Linked DNA regions of Rattus norvegicus: region 1 is linked to region 2. A link is a contact called in public Hi-C data. All regions are on one chromosome and are shown on one strand. The core of a region is the stretch at or near the end of the contact, and the rest is flanking DNA. Distances in the headings are between cores, read along the strand shown. Region 1 holds the start of Dvl3 (dishevelled segment polarity protein 3). Region 2 holds the start of Eif4g1 (eukaryotic translation initiation factor 4 gamma 1).

Region 1 (3,955 bases), core at 962-3,461, 140 kb before region 2:
GCTTGGTGGAGAAGTAAAGAAAATTCTGGGGATGCAGAGAAGTCCTGGGTGACAGCTGGATTGATAGAGACAGCAAGCAGTGTTCACCGGAGCAAACGAAGGGAAGTTCCAGGAACAGGCAAAGCTGGACTACCTCATAGGTTGGACTGGATGAACAAAATGTGTCCTGAAAAACCACTGGAATGTTTGCAAAGAATCATTGGTGCTTACATTTTTAAAAAATAAAAACAACCAAAGAACAGTAAAAGAAGCAAGTAATATAACAACTTTAGCAGTATACATTGACTGATAGTTAAAATGCTGTCGATATTAAGTACTCTATTTAACAAGCATGGTTTCAATATTTTAATATATTTTATATATCTATTCATTTAATGTATGTGAGCACACTACAGCTGTCTTCAGACACACCAGAAGAGGGCATCTGATCTCATTACAGATGGTTGTGAGCCACCATGTGGTTGCTGGGATTTGAACTCAGGACCTCTGGAAGAGCAGACAGTGCTCTTAACCACTGAGCCATCTCTCCAGTCCGGTTTCAATATTTTAAGAAAGTAAAAGTGGAAAGTCAATAGCAATGTCTAGAATGTGTAAATCAAGAAATAAGGCAGGCATCACATGACTTTAACCCCAGCTGCTCCAGGAGTACAGAGGCAGGAGAGTAGAAAGTTCAAGGTCATCCTGGACTCTTTACTTTTTAATATTAAGGTTGTAGAAACAGCTCAACATTTAAGAGGGCTTGATGTTCTTACAGAGGCCCTGAGTTCAGTTTCCACCATCTCGGCAGGTGGATCACAGCTTCCTGTGACTCTAATTCCAAGGGACTGACATCCTCCTCCGATCACCTCAGATACCCAAAATCTGCACGGGTAAAAATAAACCTTGAAAAGTCTTAATGCATTTTAGTTATGCACAGACATTACTTGGAGAAAAAGATAAATGAAGGATATAAACTGAAAAGATATAACTACTACTGATTGCTTTCTGCCTATAATAAAAATTTGGTTTTGAAGTAACAAGAAGTCTAGAGAAGTAGGTGTCAGATTATAAAGGACCTCGTGTATCATGTTGAGGGTATATGAAAGGCATATTGGGTAATGTGAAGGTTTCTGAGCAGAAGAGGTGATTAAAATGGGTCCTGAAATGCAGGGATGTAATCCCAGAACTCAGAAGCCTGAGGCAGGAGAATTGCCAGGAGTTTTGAAGCCACTCCTGACATACATTGTTACAGCTGAGAAGCTGAACCACCAACTGACTGACTATACCTAGTTTTTAACATCTACTGTCCCAATCATCGATCATGTATGTCTACGCTTTCTGTTTTTTGTTTTTGTTTTTTTTTTTTTACTTGGGGATCAGGGTGGGAGTTGAGACAGAGTTTGTCTGTGTAGCCCTGGCAGTCCTGGAACTCGCTCTGTAGACTGGCTGGCCTCCAACTCAAAGATCTGCCTGCCTCCCCAGTGTTCAGACTAAAGTCATTTGCTACCACACCTGACTGCTTGCTCTTTTTCTTAGCTCGCATTTTTTCTTTTCTTTTTCTTTCTTTTTTCTTTTTTTAGAGAGAGAGACAGGACTTTTCTACCTAGTCCTGCTGGGGTCTTGAGCTCTCTGTAGGCCAGGCTTGGCTTGAACTCACAAAAAGCCACCCGCCTCTCGTTCCCGAGTGCCGGGATTAAAGGCAAGCACCACCACACCCGCCAATCCATTACTCAAACTACTTGCTCATAGAGACGCTGAGATTACAGGGATAAAAATTTAAACTTGCTCAGCCCTCAAGGAACTCAGTACAGTCCGGTCACAGCAACTGTGCTGTCAGCAAAATCCAGAGATCCGAGTCGAAGCGACCCCCCTCCAGGGAACCAGTTAGGTCTTCAAATCTATTTTCTTCCGCAGTAGGTGACACTTATCTTCCATCCCTCCCCTCCAGCCAGGGAGCCGGCCCACCGTTCCCCTGGGCCCACCGGGGTGAGACTTCCAGGTCCAGCAGCCTGATCCAGGAGCACAAGGAAGCGAGCGCCGCCCCGCGGGTGGGCGGGCAGTCTGCGGCAAGCAGCCAGCGCCGCTCGGCGGCGGGGCGGAGCCGCGCTGGGCTCGGCCCAGAGCCGGGAGGGCCGAGGCCACCGGAAGAGTCGCGGTCGCCAGCCGAGCGCTGTGAGTGGGGAGCGGAAGCGGTGGCGGGCGGCGCTGGGACCCGGGAGCGGCCGGAGAACAAGGGAGCTGGCGCCCCGGCCGGCGGCTGAGCGGGGCTAAGCAGCGGGCCTCGCCGAGCGCCGAGCTCTGTCGGAGAGGCCCGGCCCCGCTGCCCAAGCAGGCCGCACGCCGCGGGGCCGAGGCCGGAGCCATGGGCGAGACTAAGATCATCTACCACTTGGACGGCCAGGAGACGCCGTACCTAGTGAAGCTGCCCCTGCCCGCCGAGCGCGTCACCTTGGCGGACTTTAAGGGCGTTTTGCAGCGGCCCAGCTATAAGTTCTTCTTCAAGTCTATGGACGACGATTTTGGGTGAGGATGGCCCCCGCCCCGCCTCCCGGGAGCTCGGGTCGCTCCGCTGCTAGGGGCCAACGCGGCCAGTTCCGACTCCCCTCGCTGCACTGGTTTCTAACCCCGCTTCCAGCAAGGAGCGACTCGGTGACTTGGGACCCTCTTGACTTTGAGGGACTCCCAGTCATCTCTTGGAGGCCTTGCCTCCCCCACCCCACCCCCCAGCCCAGCGGGACGTCCCTCCCTAAGCAATTGGTTCCTATCATTTAAGCCCCTTCACCTCCCCACGGTCCAGCGGCCCGCCGTAGACATACATCCTTTCCACTCCAAAACCAGAGTTCTCAGTCCTTCCAGGTGCCACCTTTTAAGCATAGAGTTGGAGTTAAACTGACACTCGGTCTGCCTTCCCAGTCCTCTGAGCTCTGCAACTCAGATCCTTATTTGGAGTGTGCTCTATCTAGGGCTGTAGCTGGTGGGACTTGGAACTGGAGAAGGAGGAATTGGGGGCTGTTCTGCCAGGCTGGATGCTGGACCTGATGTTTGTCGAGTAGATTCTCCTCTCTCCTGGGCTGATGGGGTGTTGCCTGGCCCGGAGAAGGAGTTTTCACTAATCAGGTGCTGGGGCCTTTTCTTTCCTGATGGTGTTCCCAGGGGAGATGCTACATAGAGCTTCAGAGCCTGGATGGGAAAGCCTGGAAGGGCCTGTTGGTGTTCTCTTGTCTTCCCCTTCCTACCCAGCTGCAGGGCTTTTGATGGGCAATTTGGAAGATGGGACTGCCCCTTTAAGAGAGGTTGGAATGTTGGAGCCTGAGGGTTCTGTAGCAGCTGGCCTGAGAGGGGACACACACACACACACACACACACACACACACACCTATCCAAGGGGCTGAGGCTTGCCTGCATTAACTGGACAGCGGACTTATAGGCTATGGAGCAAACACACACACACACACACACACACACACACACATACACACACACACACACCCTACCCCACCCCTCTCTGGGCCCTCCAAGGCCTGAAGGTCCCTCTGATGCACTTGCCTGAGGCTTGCACTCTGCTTGCAGCTGAGGCCCCAGAGCTGGGTGAGGGGAGATATTCTCTCTAGTGTACATTAGTCTGGCTTCCCTCCTAAGCCCTGCCCTCCAAGCCCCAGGAGGCAAGCACCTTCTGTCTCCTTCTGGGCTATTTGTCATTTTCTGCCCTGGAACTCGACATTTGATGAGCTCTTAAAAGTGTGTGTGTGTGTGCATGTGTGTGTGAGTGTGTGTGTGTGTGAGTGTGTGTGTGTGTGTGTGTGAGTGTGTGTGTGTGTGTGAGTGTGGACAGTGGAGAATTGATCTGACTATTGCTAAATCTGTTCTTGCCCTGGGATGAGACTCTTGTGTGTGGTGATGATTGTCTGGCTGTAGTTTAGAGTAGGAAGACCTGGTTGAAAGACCCTGAAAATGATGTATCTGGAAGAACTGAGGA
Region 2 (4,143 bases), core at 1,544-4,043:
CATTCTGGGAATGGGCGTGGGGGTGTTAGGATGTGAATGTTTTTTAAGTGGTACCTTATTTTAAGAAGTTCAAGAACAGTTTCTGGTTAATGAACTGAGAGAGTTATCAGGGTCATAGCAATTGATTTTTATTTCCTAGTTTGTTTAGGAAAAAAGCCAGCAGAGAAGGGAGCCCTATGTGACAGGAGTCATGGAATACAGCAAAAAGTCACAAAACATTCTGCGGTTTTATCTTGGTTCATTCCACAAGTGTATATTTTGTTTTTATTTTTTTCAAAACTGTTGCACTCAGGTCTTTTTTTTTTTTTTCCGGAGCTGGGGACCGAACCCAGGGCCTTGTGCTTGCTAGGCAAGCGCTCTACCACTGAGCTAAATCCCCAACCCCTGCACTCAGGTCTTTAGAGTGATAATTTAGTATCTGAATGCCCTCCTCCCCTGTGTGTGTCCACAAATATTTAGGTTGGGGAGTTGTACATGCATATGTGTACAGGTAGAGGCCAGAAGTCAATCGGTGTTTTCCAGGGCAGCTGTCAACCTTCCTTTTTGAGACAGATCTCTTAGAAATATGCAGTGCACCTGATTTAGGTAGATTGACTGGTTTGCAAGTCCCTGGGGATCTTGCCTTCTCCCAGCCTTCTTGGTGCTGGAATTACAAGTCCTGACCAGCCTTTAATGTGGGTTTCGGGGAGAAGATTGAGATTTAGATTCACTCATTCTCTCTCTCTCTCTTTCTATCTATTGAAAAAGTGTTTCTCTGATTAGCGTTGGCTGTCTTGGAACTGTCCATTTGTATTTGTAGACCAGGTTGTCCTTGATCTCTTAAGAGCCTGCCTTGCTTCCCAAGTGCTGGAAGTGAAGATGTGTACCATCACGTGCGTGCCAGGCTCACACTCAGTTTTTAACTGAGCTGTCTCCCCAACTACAGATTATGATGATTTTTTTTTTGGACTGGTTGTTTTCTGGTACTGATATTGAACCCAAGTGCTGGGTAAGCACTCGATCACTGAGGACTCCAACCGTCTAGAGGATTCTTGGTGTCTGAGTTTGCCCACCCTATAGCCATGGTTTTTTTTTTTTTTGTTTGTTTGTTTTGTTTTGTTTTTTTGTTTTTGATAGCTTTGATAGCATACTGATGAAGTTTATCTTATTGTTACCCTCACTTCTATCACCTGTTCTGTGATATAATGCACGCCAGGAGGTAGCGTGTGAGAGGCAGAGAGACCAGTGGGAAAGGCTCTGCTCCCTAACTACTCAGTTAAATAAAGTACGGTTTGTTTTGAGACAGTGTCTCACCATGTTGTCCTGACAAGCCTGCAACTCACTTTGTAGTTAGGATGGCCTGGAACTCAGAGATCCGCCTGCCTCTGTCTCTTGAATTCTGAGATTAAAAGTGTGCATAATGGGGTTGGGGATTTAGCTCAGTGGTAGAGCGCTTGCCTAGCAAGCGCAGGCCCTGGGTTCGGTCCCCAGCTCCGAAAAAAAAAAAGAAAAGAAAAAAAAAGTGTGCATAACCACAGTGTAGAGTGCAATTTTCATTCTAAAGAAAAATGTGGTGTAGTGGTGAATCCTCTTAAAGAAAAAAAAGGAACATTTGAAACCAGTCTAGCTCAAGTTTCAGCTTTTAACCATGGTGTATTTTTTGTTTTGTTGCTTTATTTTTTGGTTTTTCGAGACAAGGTTTCTAGCTGTCCTGAACTCTATAGCTGAGATACATTAGAGATCCTCCTGCTTTTGCGCTGGGAATACTGGGATCAAAGGTGTGGACCACCACCACCACCAGTTCAAATTTTCTTATTTTTTTTAATTTAAATATTTATTTTATGTGTATGTTTTGCTTTCATATATGTCTGTGCATCACATGTATATGTGGTGCCTATAGAGGCAGAATTCTATCGAATCAGAGTTATACACAGTCGTGAGCTGCCTTATAGATGAATTGAATCCAAATCCTTTTTTTTTTTTTTTTTCTTTCTTTTTTTCGGAGCTGGGGACCGAACCCTGGGCAAGTGCTCTACCACTGAGCTAAATCCCCAACCCCAAATCCTCTCTTTTTAAGAGCAGCCAATAAAGAGCATCCAGTGCTCTAACCATTGAGCCATCTCAGAAATGTTCAAGATGAAGTTTCTCTGTGTGTAACTTTGGCTGTCCTGGAGCTGGCTTTGTAGACCAGACTAGCCTTGAACTCACAGAGATCTACCTGTCTCTGCTTCCGGAGTGCTGAGATTAAAGGAGTGGTTCACCACCGCCTGGTGAAATTTCCCTATTTTAAAGTTGATTCCCTGCCTTAGCTATCAGAATTCTGGGGATCACAGACAGCACACGTAAGTACACAAGGCTTTGGGATTCCTTTTTTCAGTATTCCAACGTTTTTAGGTTTGACTTTTGCCTTTCCCTAGGAGCGACTGATTTTTTAAAGAGAATGTAAAATTACTTCTTTAGTTAGATTGCATCAGTTCTTTTGGTGCAACATTGAATTTCCTTTGTTAATAGGTCTATCAAAGATCAAATGTATAGCATTTTCAGAGGCTGCATAATTTGTAGTGTGCCATTTACTAGGGCAGGACTGCCTTTTAGATTCGGCACTCTCGGCTCCAGGCGGGCACTTCGCTTTGCACTCACGCGCTCAATAAATGCTTGCCGCAAAGTATGAATGAACTAAAGAACCGCCAGGGCCTCAGAGGGGGTCGGCCTGGGAGTTCCAAAGTTCGGGAGGGGACACGGGGGCGGGCAGTGGGTGTCACGTGATGGGGCGGAGCAAATCCCATGTGCTTCCCCAGCGCCAGCGCAGCTCCGCCCTCTGCGCCGGTCACGTGGGGCGCTGGCTGCGCCTGCGGAGAAGCGGTGGCCGCCGAGCGGGATCTGTGCGGGGAGCCGGAAATGGTTGTGGACTACGTCTGTGCGGCTGCGTGGGGCTCGGCCGCGCGGACTGAAGGAGACTGAAGGTAAAGCCGCCATGTCCGGGCCCGACCCGGCCCCCCACCCCTCCCCCCGCATCCGCCGCCATCCGGGCCGGGGCCCGCCACCCTGCGCCGCCGCCCCGGCGCTCCGGCCCCGAGCCCGCGCCCAGGCCCTACTCGCCAGGCCGATCCCCGGCCCACGTGTGCCGGGCCGGGCCCGGGTGGGGGTGGGGAGCAGGGCCCGGGCGGGGAGGGCGCTGGGGTGGCGGCGAGACAGCCACCTCCGCCCGGCCTGGGCCGCGGCCCGGCGCAGACTGCGCGGCGCAGACCCGCCGCCCCCTCCCCCTGCGGGGCCCGGGCGGCCGCCGGGAAGTGACACGTTGTTCTTTGGCACTGGCCGCGTTGCGCAGAGCTGGGAGGCGGCGGCGGCGAGCAGGGAGGAGCCCCCAGCCCCGCCCGGCGGCCGACCCTCGCCTGCCCCGAGCGGGCTTCGCGGCCGTCGCCGCCCGCCTTGCTGGTGCGGCCGGACTCGCGCTTTTCCTGGCTTGTGTTCCCGGGAGGCCTCGGGCCTCTCCAGCCCCGCGCGAGTGCCCCGCGGCAGGCTCCGAACCCGGTGTCCCCGGGTGGGGGGTGGGGATATCACGGCCGGAGCAGCCGGCTTCATTTGTGATCCGGGAGCCTGGTGCCAGCGAGACCTGGAATTTCCGGTCTGGTTGGTCTTGGGCCCCGTGGAGCCAGGTTGATACCCCTCACCTCCCAACCCCAGGCCTTCGGATGCCCAGAACCTGTAGGCCGCACTGTGGACTTATTCTTAACCGAGGGGGTGAGTGAGGGGGCTGTTTGAGCAGGCAAGGGTGGGGTCAGGGTGATGCGGTCCGTGTTGTTGGTGGGGTCCACAGCCTATATGTTTGATGTTTCTGTACTCACTTGGCACCTCCCTTAATCCATGTTGACCCTAGCTCTTGATACAACCTTTCCCCCCAGCCCATTTGCCATAAGCGTGGGTCCTTTCCTCGTTCCGAGCTCTGCTCTTTCCAACAGGTGCTGGGGGGACCCTGATGTGGCACCAAATGAAATGAACAAAGCTCCCCAGCCCACAGGCCCCCCACCCGCCAGGTCCCCTGGACTCCCACAGGTAATCAAGGCTAAATGAACAGGACTCGGGTGGGGTGGAGGTCATGCAGCTCGCAGTTTTCCCACCCCCATCTGTGTCAGGGCAAAGTGCAGCTGCCTGCTGCCAAATTGA

Evidence for each region. Hi-C and Micro-C count contacts between places; a contact is called where the count stands out from the background.
Region 1: a Hi-C map of liver shows a contact between it and region 2, with 2.4 times the contacts expected there. The contact joins the promoter of Dvl3 here to the promoter of Eif4g1 in region 2. A contact is called at or near these places in 1 of 12 Hi-C or Micro-C datasets (liver) and 1 of 1 datasets of contacts at active chromatin or transcription factors (oligodendrocytes).

Annotation. Positions count from the first base shown.
Region 1 is chr11:93,885,159-93,889,113 of GRCr8, reverse strand. It overlaps Dvl3 (dishevelled segment polarity protein 3), which reads left to right and starts at 2,211. Exons shown (of 15, transcript NM_001107081.3): 1 at 2,211-2,502. The coding sequence starts at 2,342.
Region 2 is chr11:93,745,017-93,749,159 of GRCr8, reverse strand. Eif4g1 (eukaryotic translation initiation factor 4 gamma 1) reads left to right here and starts at 2,793. Exons shown (of 32, transcript NM_001427476.1): 1 at 2,793-2,942; 2 at 3,664-3,720; 3 at 3,939-4,032. The coding sequence starts at 3,973.